2 separate regions of the Columba livia genome follow, and region 1 is linked to region 2. Evidence: chromatin contacts called from public Hi-C data. All regions are on one chromosome and are shown on one strand. Each heading gives the region's core, a stretch centred on a gene start, on an enhancer-like site or on the middle of the called end of the contact. The rest is flanking DNA. Distances are from core to core; before and after follow the strand shown. Region 1 holds the start of BTG1 (BTG anti-proliferation factor 1). Region 2 has its middle 110 kb from the start of DCN.

Region 1 (6,382 bases), core at 2,531-5,030, 240 kb before region 2:
AAGTCTTCATCATCGCTAAGAGCCTGCATACTTTAAAGATTAGGATCTTTTGGAGCATTTCACAGGCAGGAAATGGCAGCAGCTCCTTTGCTATCCCACCACAGCACTGAGACGGAGGCGGACTTGCCTAGACTGGGAAAACAAGACGGTTCTCTTCACCAGCAGCAGCCGTGACCTTGTTCCCTCCCAAAACTAGGGATAAGCTCTTTCTGGTAGGCATCTCACAGAGCCTTGGCGTTACACTTGAACTGGTTGCTGGCTGCACAGTAAGAACATCAAGGCAGTTCATTCCTCACTAGTAGACTGGATGTGTATGCACAGCCATTTACCTTTCCCACAGACAAGACCCTCTTTATACATGCTGTAATTGTTTCAAAGCAGTAGGAACTATCAAAACTTCTTGATTACTAAAACGCACTGAATTTATTGACTTTGCAGGAGATTTGAGGGAAACTCTTTGACGGCCTAGCAAGCGCTTTAAAAAAAAAAAAAAAAGAACAATCTTTTAAATTTATTTCCCTCTCTGACTGTGGCATGAAGTCCATGCTGCCACATTATGTTCTTAAAAGTACAATTCAAGGGGGACGATTCAAATCTGAACTTAACAACTTTGCTGTCCATAACAGTTACTGCTGTAGGAAGCTGAGGAGAGCTTTTTAAACTTCATGCTTTGGGCTGCTACTATGTAAGACCACTTATCTACTTGAGAGTTCCTATTAGTTCCTTCATCAAGTTTGCAGATGACACCAAGCTGAGTGGTGCAGTTGACTTGCCTGAGGGATGGGATGCCATGCACAGGGACCCAGACAAGCTCAAGAAGTGGTCCCATCCAAACTTCATTAAGTTCAAAAAGGCCAAGTGGAAGGTCCTACACCTCAGTTGGGGAAACCCCCAGTATCAGTACAGGCTGGGGGATGAATGGATTGAGAGCAGCCCTGCTGAGAAGGACATGGGTACTGGTGGATGAAAGATTGGACATGAGCTGGCAATGTGCACTTGCAGCCCAGAAGGCCAATTGTATCTTGGGCTTCATCAAAAGGAGCATGGCCAGCAGGTTGAGGGAGGTGATTCTGCCCCTCTACTCTGCTCTGGTGAGACCCCACTGGAGTCCCGTGTCCAGCTCGGGAGCCCTCAGTACAGGGAAGACATGGACCTCTTGGAGAAGGGCCAGAAGAGGCCAAAATGATCAAAGGGATGGAACAGGCCTCCTGTGAGGACAGGCTGAGAGATTTGGGGTTTTTCAGCCTGGAAAAGGCTCTTGGGAGACCTTATTGTGTTTTTTTCAGTACTTAAAAGGGGCCTATAAGTAAGATGGGACTTTTTAGCAGGGCCTGTTATGATAAGATGTTTTAAACTAAAGGAGGGGAGATTCAGGCTAGACATGAGGAAGAAATTTTTTACACTGAGGGTGGTAAAACACTGGCACAGGTTGCCCAGAGAGGTGGTAGATGCCCCATCCCTGGAGACATTCCAGGCCCGGCTGGACGGGGCTCTGAGCAACCTGATCTAGTTGAAGATGTCCCTGCTCATTGCAGGGGGGTTGGGCTAGATGAGCTTTGAAGTTCCCTTCCAGCTCAAACTATAATATGACTTGGGCTGGAAATAAGAGATGAAAAACTGGCCCAGATAAACCTCAAGTCCAAGCAAAGATAGAAAACATACTACTTTTTTAATTGAAGTATTTCCAGTAGTTATTTTTGTGTAATTGAGATGCTCTGAGAATAATGTTGATTTTTCCCAAGAGATGTGATATTTTCTAGTAGGATGATGGATCTTGTTGTGATGGGAGAGAGAAGCATCTGCTGCTTCAAGGTTTGAAAGAGAACAGGAATCTACAACCTATGAACAGAGCAGAAATGACAGCTCTGGATGCACCTCACACATGCTCTGGAGGCACAAAGAAAGGACGGCTAGCACCTATGGAGCAGCAAGAGAGCCAGGTTGGCAGTTCTTCCCTTCTCAGAGGAAAGGTGAGCAGTCCATGACCATTAATGTAATATTCAGAAGTTAGTGTGGGGGGGGAAATAGATGAGACTGTGCTCTAAACCCCACACCAACATTTTTAGCATGCAGTAAATCTGTGAGTTTAAGCTCTCAGGATTATCTTTTGAAGGTGTTTTGCAGTTCTCCCTTGTGTATAGAGAGTCAAAGAAAGAATCCCTTGAGGCTCAGCCTAAGATAGAAGAGATCCTGAGTGCAGAGAAAAGACCAAAAGCACTATTCAGGCACATCTTGAACACCAGACAAGCAAAAATGGAGTACTTTCATCTTTTGTTCAAATTATTTCACACGTGTTTTTTTATATATTCCATTACTGAATTATTTCTACTGAAATCTTAGGATTTAATTGTGTGTTATTAATGTGCCTTTAATGGCCTGATTTCTGATCTTTGACTGGAAGAACTGTACACATAAATACCAGGCTATATCTCATTTGCAGCTTTGCATAGGGGTAGGGCACATACCCTACAGGAGGAATGAGTTTTCTATCAAAGAAGCTAAACTTTGTAGAAGAAAAAAATAAAAAAAAAAAGGAAGTGAGACATGGCACTGGGAGGCTTCAGGCTTTACACTCTTCTTGACCACTGCCAGCTGAGTAATATACATCAGTCCTCCTGCCACCCAGGGTTTTTCCCCTTTCAAAGCAAGTCATAAAATGCTGAGATAGTTGTACAGTCTGTCCTGGGAGTCCTGTCCCAAGTGAGAATATGCCATTGAGCAGTGTGCATGAGGTGCATGAAAGACTGAAAGCTGTATTTTTGGGGTGTTGTCAAAGAATCAGGGCAGAGGCTTGTCCTGGTGGAAAACACTTCCCCTTCTGCCCAGCCTGCCGTTTGCTTTGCTGGTGCCCATGGGCTCCGTGGCCCACCAGCAGCCCAGGGACAGGGCTTATGCTCTGCATAGAGGACCCTGCCTGGAGACCCCAATGTGAACGTGTTTTTATGGCTGCGGTAAACAAAGTTGAGGACAAAGTCACGCTCGGGCCCCCCGGGGTGCTGGGTACAGGAGTGGTCGCACTGGCACATCCCCTGGGGCTCCGAAAGAAGGCAAAAGGGAAGAAGCTACGCCACCCCCGCTGGCTACTGAGATAAATAACAACTGAACTCTTAAGCATCCCGGCTGCAGCTGCCCTTGCGTGGGGAGACATGCCCGAGCACGCCCCCGCGCTCTGCCAAGCCCGCCGCCGAGCCGACGCGGGGCAGGGCGCACCGGAGGAGCAGAGGAAGCAGCGCAGTCGCCGCCTCCGCGTTCTCGCTTCCCCCAGCCCAGGCTCCCCCGCCCCCACCGCTGACGTGGCTCTGCTCTCCCCAGATACAGCGCACGGACGCCACGCACGGCAGCCGCGCCCGGTTACGCACCCCGCGCAGGCAGAGCGCAAGGGAGGGAGGGAGGCGACTCAGCCTCCGCGCCGCGCACTCCAACCCTACCGACGCCACGGCGCGGACCGTGGGCGCTGCTCTCCCGCGGGCTGCAGTTGCGCGGAGAGGCACCGCACAGGAGCTCGGCGCTCTCCCCACTGCGCTGCCCACGCGGCCCCTCCAGCGGACACCCCCCCACACCACAAAAGCACTTGCGCAGCGCACAGCCCCTTGCGCCGAACCCCGCGCATTCTTCCGCCCCGGCTCTATTTGTTTACAACCGATTACGTCACCCCCCCCCCCGCCGCCAGCCCCGCCTCGCCGCAGCCGTCATAATGGTGCGATCGCTCGATTGGCGGCGGCGCGCCCCCCAGCGCCCTGACGCCACTTCCGCCCACCGGGGCTATAAGAGGCGGCGGCCGGGGGACAGCTCCCTTCGCCCCTCGCAGCAGGAGATGCGGGGTGCGCGGCCGCCGCTGCTGCCGCCGCCCCCCTGCCGCAGGAAGAGGAGGCGGAGGCTGCCGCCCCCGGGATGTGATCTGGGCTGCGCTGCCCGCTCCTCTCCCAGTTAGAGCCGCGCCGCCCCCGCGCCCCGTCCCGCTCCGCGTGCCTCGCCCCGTCCCGTCCCAGCGCCGGCCGCCCCGGAGAGCTGGCTGCCGCCCGCCGCCGCCTCCATGCATCCCGCCCTGTACACCCGGGCCAGCATGATACGCGAGATCGCTGCGGCCGTGGGCTTCATCTCCAAGTTCCTGCGGACCAAGGGGCTGATGAACGAGCGGCAGTTGCAGACCTTCAGCCAGAGCCTGCAGGAGCTGCTGGCAGGTGAGGGCGGCGCGGGCGCGGCGGGAGCCGCTCCCCGCCTCCGGCCCAGGGAGCCGCGGTGTCCCCTTCGCCGCTGGGCCGCCTGCCTGCACCGGCGGCGGTTGCGGGCGGCACCTCCGGCAGCGCCGCGCCCCGCGGGCGGCCGGAGACGGGGGAGGGGAAGAACGGCGCCTCCGAGGGGCTGGAGCTACAGTGGGGGCAGGTGCGGGGGGCGAGTGGGGCTTCTCCGTGCCGAGGCGGCCCCCGGCGGGTGGGGGCGGCAGGAGCGGGCTGTAAACAAAAGGGGCTCGGGCGTCGCGCAGGCAGCCAAGACAAAGCTTTCGGAGCAGCCCGGACTTGGGCTCTGCTCCAAGGGCTCAGATCGCCCCGTTTCCTCGAGGAAAGATGCTCTGAAGTTGCCTTTTTTTTTTTTTTTGTCGAGTGAAATTCGGTAGCAGACAATGAATTTCGGTTCCCCTTTCTTCTGGAAACATCTCATAGCCACCCATCAACCCCGGTTAGGATCAAATATGAGAGTTACTTTGCTGCTCTGTGCGTTTTGCAGTTCCGAACCTGTGTCCCAGTGTGCTTGATAGTGACTATAAGTAGCCTCAGACCGATAGGGTTTTGGGTGGGATAAAATTGCCGAGGTAAGTGAAGTCATTGGTACCTCGCCCTGGAAGACAGGCTGGGAAGAGCAGTGGTGAAATACAGCTTGAGTCAGTCGGTAAATGCTGCCCAGCTCCTTCCCGAGTTATTTTTGGGTGTTCTTAAGAATGTGAGGAACTAAACTTGGGTGTGATCTCAAGAGAAAGCTGGAAAGGTGCTTTTTCTCCCTCTGGTTTGTGGAGTTTTGAAGCCCTTGAGTTTTTTTGCTGTGTATGTAATCACTTCTGTATTTTTATATTTGTTTGAGTGCCAGGAAGTTGCATTTCACTCTTTTCAGATGGTAAACATTGTTCTCTGTATATGGTAGCATGAAACAGTTACTTTGTACACGAGTACTTCCCGAGGGACTCTGCATTTACGTGAATCATCACCAAAAATAAAGACTATAATGATTTTTCAGGTCACTTGATGGTAAAGTAGTAAGCTTTTCAACATCTTGAGCTGTGAAATTCGCAAGAGAACAATGATCACTGTGCATGTTTTTGAGCAGAGAATTAAGGAGGATAATTTTTTTTTTTTATTTTATAGAACATTATAAACACCACTGGTTCCCAGAAAAGCCATGCAAGGGATCAGGTTACCGATGTATCCGGATCAACCATAAAATGGATCCTCTCATTGGACAGGCAGCACAGCGGATTGGATTGAGCAGTCAGGAACTGTTCCAGCTTCTGCCAAGTGAACTCACTCTATGGGTTGACCCGTATGAAGTGTCCTATCGTATTGGAGAGGATGGCTCGATCTGTGTGCTGTATGAAGCTGCACCAGCAGGAGGTAGCCAAAATAACACCAACATGCAAATGGTAGACAGCAGAATAAGCTGTAAGGAGGAACTTCTCTTGGGCAGAACTAGCCCTTCCAAAAGCTACAATATGATGACTGTATCAGGTTAAGATATAGTCTGTGGATCACCTTAAAATGGATGGATAAATTTGGTTTTTACTTTGGGTGGGCACCTCTGGGGATGATGGATTATGGAATTTAAACCATGTCACAGCTGTGAAGATCTGGCACACGTTAGAGTGGTATACTTTAAAGTGACAGTGCCATAGTTTGGACAGTACCTTTCAGTAATTTAATAGCCTGTGAGTCAAAATGAGTGCAACTTGCTAAGGACTGAAGAAGATCAAGGAAGGGTCAGTTTCTCCAAGACATCTTACTTAATTTCTACACCAATTTTCAACCCCAATCTGTATTTATAAAGTGATTCTCTGCAGTAGGTCTTGCGGAGTAAATTTGCACTATTACATTTATTAATTGTTAGCATTTTTGGCAGCTCAGTAACAAGGCTTATTGTTATGAACACCATAGTACTGGAAATTTTATTTTTCAGACTTTTACCTAGCACTTACAAATATGTATAAATGTACATAAATTAGTAAGTATGACCTGGGGAAATGTTCAGATCTTTACACTGGCCTCAAAATAGCAAGTGATCAGAATCTGCCATGGCAACAGGCTTTAAAAAGACCATATAAAGACACTGTCTGAACTGTGGTGTTAGCACCAGCCAGCTATCTGTACATTTGCTAGCTTGTAGTTTTCTAAGACTG
Region 2 (5,774 bases), core at 2,171-4,670:
ACCGGATCATGGAGAGAAGGCACAGCAGAGATACATTTTTGACCTTCATCACACTTGTCAAGGAGCACGTGTCCCAAAGAATCTCTTCAGATGCTAATCCTGCAAATGAGCAAGAAAGCAGCAGGCGTTGAGCCTGAAGGCACTGATAGCGTCCACAGTATGCCCTCCAAATATTAATTCAGGAGCAAGCACTCCACCAGATGTATTCCTTTAGGCTTGAAGTCACCTTTCCATGGTCGCTTTATTGAAGGAGCTTTTTCCTGAAACAGCAGTTGCACCCTGGTGCTGCAGCAAGCCCCAGATATCTCCCAGTAATAGCAGTAATGTGAAACAACCTAATGAAATGGGTCAAAATAAAAGCTGTAGCAGTAGTACTAAGACACATAAAGAGGATATACAAAGTAAGGGAAAGTGTGGTTTGAGTTTATATTTGCTTTCAGTATCAGATATGGAGTAACCAATCCCCACCTTCAATTCCAAATGCTTTTTTTCTGTGCCTTCTCCACAAAGCAAAGCAAATGCCTGCAGATTTAACAGAAGTGACTTTCAGAAGAGTCCCGTTCCAGATAAAGGTGGCTGATGGCACTGTGAACACAACCAGTTCCTGTGAAGGCACTGGAGGGAGACTGTACAAAACTCAGCCTTTCAGCCATCATGCAAAAGTATTTTAACCACCTTGGAGCCTTTCTTCATAAGGGTTTTGTCTCTGTTCAGTGTGAAATTAGCACAGGTCGCTTGTGACAGGAACGCATTTGCATTGGTTAGAAACTAAGTTAATCAAATCAAGAACCAGTTTTGGTAAAAGCCACCAAGCTGTGGAGAACACAAGCTGTCTTTACGACTTGAGTTGACTTTTTGAAATAGCCAGAATATGATTTTCAAACATTTTAGAGAACCTTGAAGGTTCTCAACAAATGCACAGCCAGACTCCACCTCTTTCCTGAATTAATTCCTATAAAAGTAGACAAGCAAAGTGTAAGAGGGGCAACAGAAGAGCAGCAAAAGTAAAATGTGTAATTGCTCTGTGTAATACACAGGGTTATGCACAGACCCAGAACTCAGTCTCACCTCTCCAGGTTCACAAGATGGTGATCAGTCATCTACTACCTTGTACTGAAACCCAGGCATCACATCTCTTTGAAAAAAAAATGCAAGGAGAAAGAAGGTCTTCCTCATCCTCAGTCTGCCTTCCCAGCACCCATGAAACAAGAAATGAGCTGTGCTGTGTGTGAAAGGAAAGGTGGAATTAAACCTTTAGATCTTTTTTTTTGCCCAGGCTGTATCTGCCTTACTTCATCTGTCAGTAAATATGTGAAGTTGATCCTGTTAAGAGTGCACTGTATCTCTCCTTGGAAAACTCTCCACTCTTCAAAACTGGGAATGGAGTACTCATAGTTGAGCTGTCACTTTGATTTTAACGTTCAGAGTGCATTTGTGTCCCTCCTTGTGAAGTCTGACACTTGCAGCTTGTTTGTGTTACTACCATCTATGTATGCTAAGCTGCACATACCAGGTTTCTCACAGAGAAACCAGGGGGAAGCCATAAAAAAAAGATATCATTTTATTCGTAACCAACAGGATAAAATTAACAAAGTCCAGAAAAAAACAATAGCATTAGTGGATGGGCTTAGGTCTTTGGAAACATATCTAGTCTTTCTCTTAAGAAATGGTCTAAGCCAATTGTCCACTTACCTCTGAAGTAAAAATTACAATGTTACGTGAAGATTTCTTGACGTTTGAGCATACTCTTGCTTGATACACTGGTTTGGTAAGGGATATGCCTTCACTAGAAAGAAGCCTTTATTCACTGCATATTGTATCTTATCATTGCAGGAGAGCTGTCTTTGAACTCATGTACTCATACAAAGATTTAATGATATACAACACTTGCATGCAACTTAATTACATTGGAGCCTAGAACACTTTTTTGTGGTTTAATGATAAAACTAGAAACGAGCACATAGAACATAATCCCTAAATGGTTACACCACATTATAAAGTAGTGACATTTGGCTAAAGAATCAAAACCATACAAATAAATAATTATATATGTATGTTTGAATAGGCTGTGCATGTGAAGGAAGATGACTCACTTCATTTTTTTTTTATGTTGGCCTTGTGACAGCAGAGCAATGTAATTATCTTCTTTTGCATTGTGCTAGTTTTATCTCATTATTAGATTTTTATTTTTTCCATATTCTGATTTCTGCAGGGGGTGAAGTGCAAGACTCAGGGAAGCAAGGCATTGCTATAACTTAGTTTGCTCAGGTTTCATTTAAAGAATAATTCAATAATTTTAAATAAAAATAAAGCCAAAGCAAGGGGGACTCTTGCTATTATGTACCCAAATAATGATTAATAAATATTATACTGAACAGTTTTAAATTGGATTAATTTACCTTCATTTAAAATAAGGAAAGAAAAACAAACAAGAATATCCTTTCAACCAACCCAACGGGTTTATTGAATCCATAAAAAATGCACTTAAGAAGGCATATAAAGCTAGAAATATGTTTGGGGCTTTTGGTCCTCACGCTAAATAAAATAAAAAAGAAAAAATTACTATATTTACAGTGATGACTCTGCTAGATGACTTATGAAGTATATGTGAGCACCGGGCAAATGGCAAAGGGCATGCCAGGCCACTAGTATTACCACCAAAACATGCAGACAAAAAATTAAATACACAAAAATCTTGAAGTTGCAAATATATAGTAGAAAGCCTGGGTATACCCTAATTAACAAAATATTAATAAATACCCCTCTCCTTTTATCACGTATCTCCCAACTGGAATCAATATGGTGTTAAAAAGTCTTCTTCGAAGATCAGGCTTTGACAAGATCCCTGTAAAGCCAGTTAAATTGAACAACTGTAAAGACAGCATTAGTTTATGAGTTACATATGCTTCCCTTTTCACTAATGAGCTTGAAGACCAAGCTCTTGAACAGGCTTGTTCTTCACAAACAGATTCATAGGAATAAATTAAAAAAAAAAGGTAAAAAAAAAGAAAGGAAAGCGGTCCTGGTAAAGGAGCAGAGAAAGAGGAAGGCAGTAGTATTTTGCACTAGTTTGGAAGATGGGATCCAAACTACTAATACGAACATCTACAATAGTACACACTGTCCAACTTAGAAGTATATACTAAAATGAGATGGCTGTGATCTAGAATAGACCTCTGTAAAGCAAATATCTAAACTTTGGTGGAAATAATCCCATCTGAAGTGATAACATATATAGTACAGTAGTCAAGCTTTTACTTTAAAGAAAATACTGCCCAGCAGTATTTAAGGGGCATCATCTGGCATCTGATTATCTGGGCTGACTCAGCAGCCAGACAAGAGCCACCACACAGGAGTGGCGCATGTGCATAACAAAGGGAAAAACACCCTGGCTTTTGGTCAATCTCCATTCTCAAACCAACATCACCTTGGCCGTGCTTGGGTTGCATTTCAGCCTCGCAGTGCGGGAGATGCGAGGGGATTTGCAGCGGTTGCTCTGCCGGAGCTCTGCTGGGACATGGGTGATCCCACAGGTGCTGTCGTGCAGTGGGGGCTGAGGGAGGAACATTCATCGCCAGTCAAAAGCACCAGATCAAATCCAGGTTTCATTAGTCATTTGTAGTTCAGTGACACTTGCATCAACTCATACCAGCTTTAGCAAAGAAAAAAGTAACTTCGGACCATCCCCCCTGGAATGATCTGTATTGCAGTAAATATTCTTACTAGCCCATAATACTTCTGAGTGAGTCATACAGAGACATATAAGAATATGAAAAACTAGATCTTCTTAAGAAGACGACATGTTATTTTGACCTTAACATTACATTCTGAACTTTTGTGGTGAAAACCAGTGCAGATTACGTTTTCATATAAAAGTATTCCAGTACTGCACAATTACCCTAAGCAGCACATTTTGCACATACAGCAACTTTTTTTATGTGATTGTGAATAGTAAGCACTGCACTGGCAACATTATACAAAAGTAAAATGCTGAACAGCCTTACACACAAAACCCATTAAAACTAAAACCACTAGGCCCGGCGTTCAAGGCATTCAAAAGTCAAAGTCAGAAGCATTACTAACAACAGGCACATGTAATAAGATCTGTGTGGTGAAGCAATGCATCACTGCGGCCAGATTTAGAGCCAGATCATCACTTTAGAAATATCAATAGCTGGATGAGGTCCAAGCTACTTCCTCATCAAAGCAGTACGGCTCCTGACTCCAGTGAAAATGATAACCTCAAGCTTGCGGAGACAAAGTCCTGATCGATCATGAATCTTAAGATGTCTCTGGGATCTTCTGTCTTCTCAAATGTGAATAAGTACTGACACCTTCTTGGCACTCTGCCAGCAGCAGCTGCTCACTGAAAGCTGAGCGGTAAATGTGGGCTGGTGAAAGTTGAATAAAAAGATGATATTTGAGTATGGTTTACCAGAAAAACTAGGATACAACAGTAAAACGTAGCTATGGGAAACCAAACCAAACCAAACCAAAACTGGATTGTGTTTATTACATTTCTGATCTGAAATGTAGCCTGACACAACCATGGTTAGGGCCCTAAAAGATTACAACAAGACCTTAGTCCTTCAGACCAACTCCTCAGGTTCTGGAGCCGAAGGACAATCATCAATCTTCTCAAGTTTCTCATAGATTGCCATGTAGCCTGCTCATCAAACTTACAACTGAAAACATTACAAATTTTATTTTGCTGTTTAACAGAACATCACAGATTAAATATGGGCCACATATCAAAGCCATGTGATGCAGAGTTAAGAGATACTCAGCTCTGGACTGTGCACATTTCATTCTGTCGGCTCAGGTTTCTGATTTTTATTTTTTTTTAATCTCAAAATAACACAGTATTCACCAAGAAGGTCCCTGGAAACCTGTGGGAAAACAGGAGTTGTTTTACTAAATTAGACCCCTGACCCACTTAATCCTTTCTCAAGTAATATGAAGACTTAAGAAGCCAGGCATTCACGGCCACCAGGAGAGGTTCCACCCTGACTTCCAGTGTAACTCAGACATTGATTTAAACACTAAATTGCAGGCTTGGCTCTTCAGTCTGCGTTTTTATTGTCATATATCTGGATGAGAATTATAGCTTTAGAATTACTACATTCTTAAAATGTATTTCAAAACATGTTCTTAAGGTCTCAATTCTATAGCTAATGTTCACATGAGGAAAAAGGATAATTTTAAACAACCGGCTGTCTAGATTTCCTCTATGATTGAGTTCTACACTATACCCACAAGCATGTCGACACAAATACAGAAACTTCCTGTGCACTGGGAAATCTCTTTTACCAGTAGTAGATTGCACTGTACATTTTAGGCAACAATTGTATTCATTTAGTAAGTGTTAAAATAAATATTAAAAATAAAAATATTCACAGCCACTACTGTGATAGAAATGTAAGTATCTCAAATGCGCATTTGAACAGACATTCCTGCAGGAAGTTCATCAAAGAGCATAAATGCTTAAACACCCATTGATGTTGGCAGCAGAGCTGTATGTGAAACTTCTGACTGAATCAGGACCTCTAACTGCTTCAAGCCATTTTTCCATCTGGATTTCTAGAGACATCGCTACCATTCCACTCACGTGTCTTGCACTGCATGGTTGCAGGGATGATGTTTCATACATATATGTATGATATATACAGACTCCTGAGGCCAGAAAAATGCATTTTACTCATAGCATTCCCAATCTTCCCCAGAGCACATATACAGATCTTAAACTCTAGAAAACCTGACTTTGTAGTATTTGT

What was found. A called contact is a pair of places that touch in the nucleus more often than the background predicts.
Region 1: a Hi-C map of crop shows a contact between it and region 2, with 2.7 times the contacts expected there. The contact joins the promoter of BTG1 here to the enhancer-like site in region 2. A contact is called at or near these places in 2 of 2 Hi-C or Micro-C datasets (crop and liver).

What each region holds. Positions count from the first base shown.
Region 1 is chr1:165,313,156-165,319,537 of bColLiv1.pat.W.v2, reverse strand. It overlaps BTG1 (BTG anti-proliferation factor 1), which reads left to right and starts at 3,780. Exons shown (of 2, transcript XM_065042576.1): 1 at 3,780-4,181; 2 at 5,358-6,382. The coding sequence starts at 4,034. The coding sequence ends at 5,722.
Region 2 is chr1:165,070,072-165,075,845 of bColLiv1.pat.W.v2, reverse strand. No RefSeq gene overlaps it. Among named protein-coding and RNA genes, the nearest start is that of DCN, 110 kb to the right of the region's middle. Within about 2 kb of position 3,420, at least 1 of the 3 cell types and tissues checked has an H3K27ac peak away from gene starts, as active enhancers do.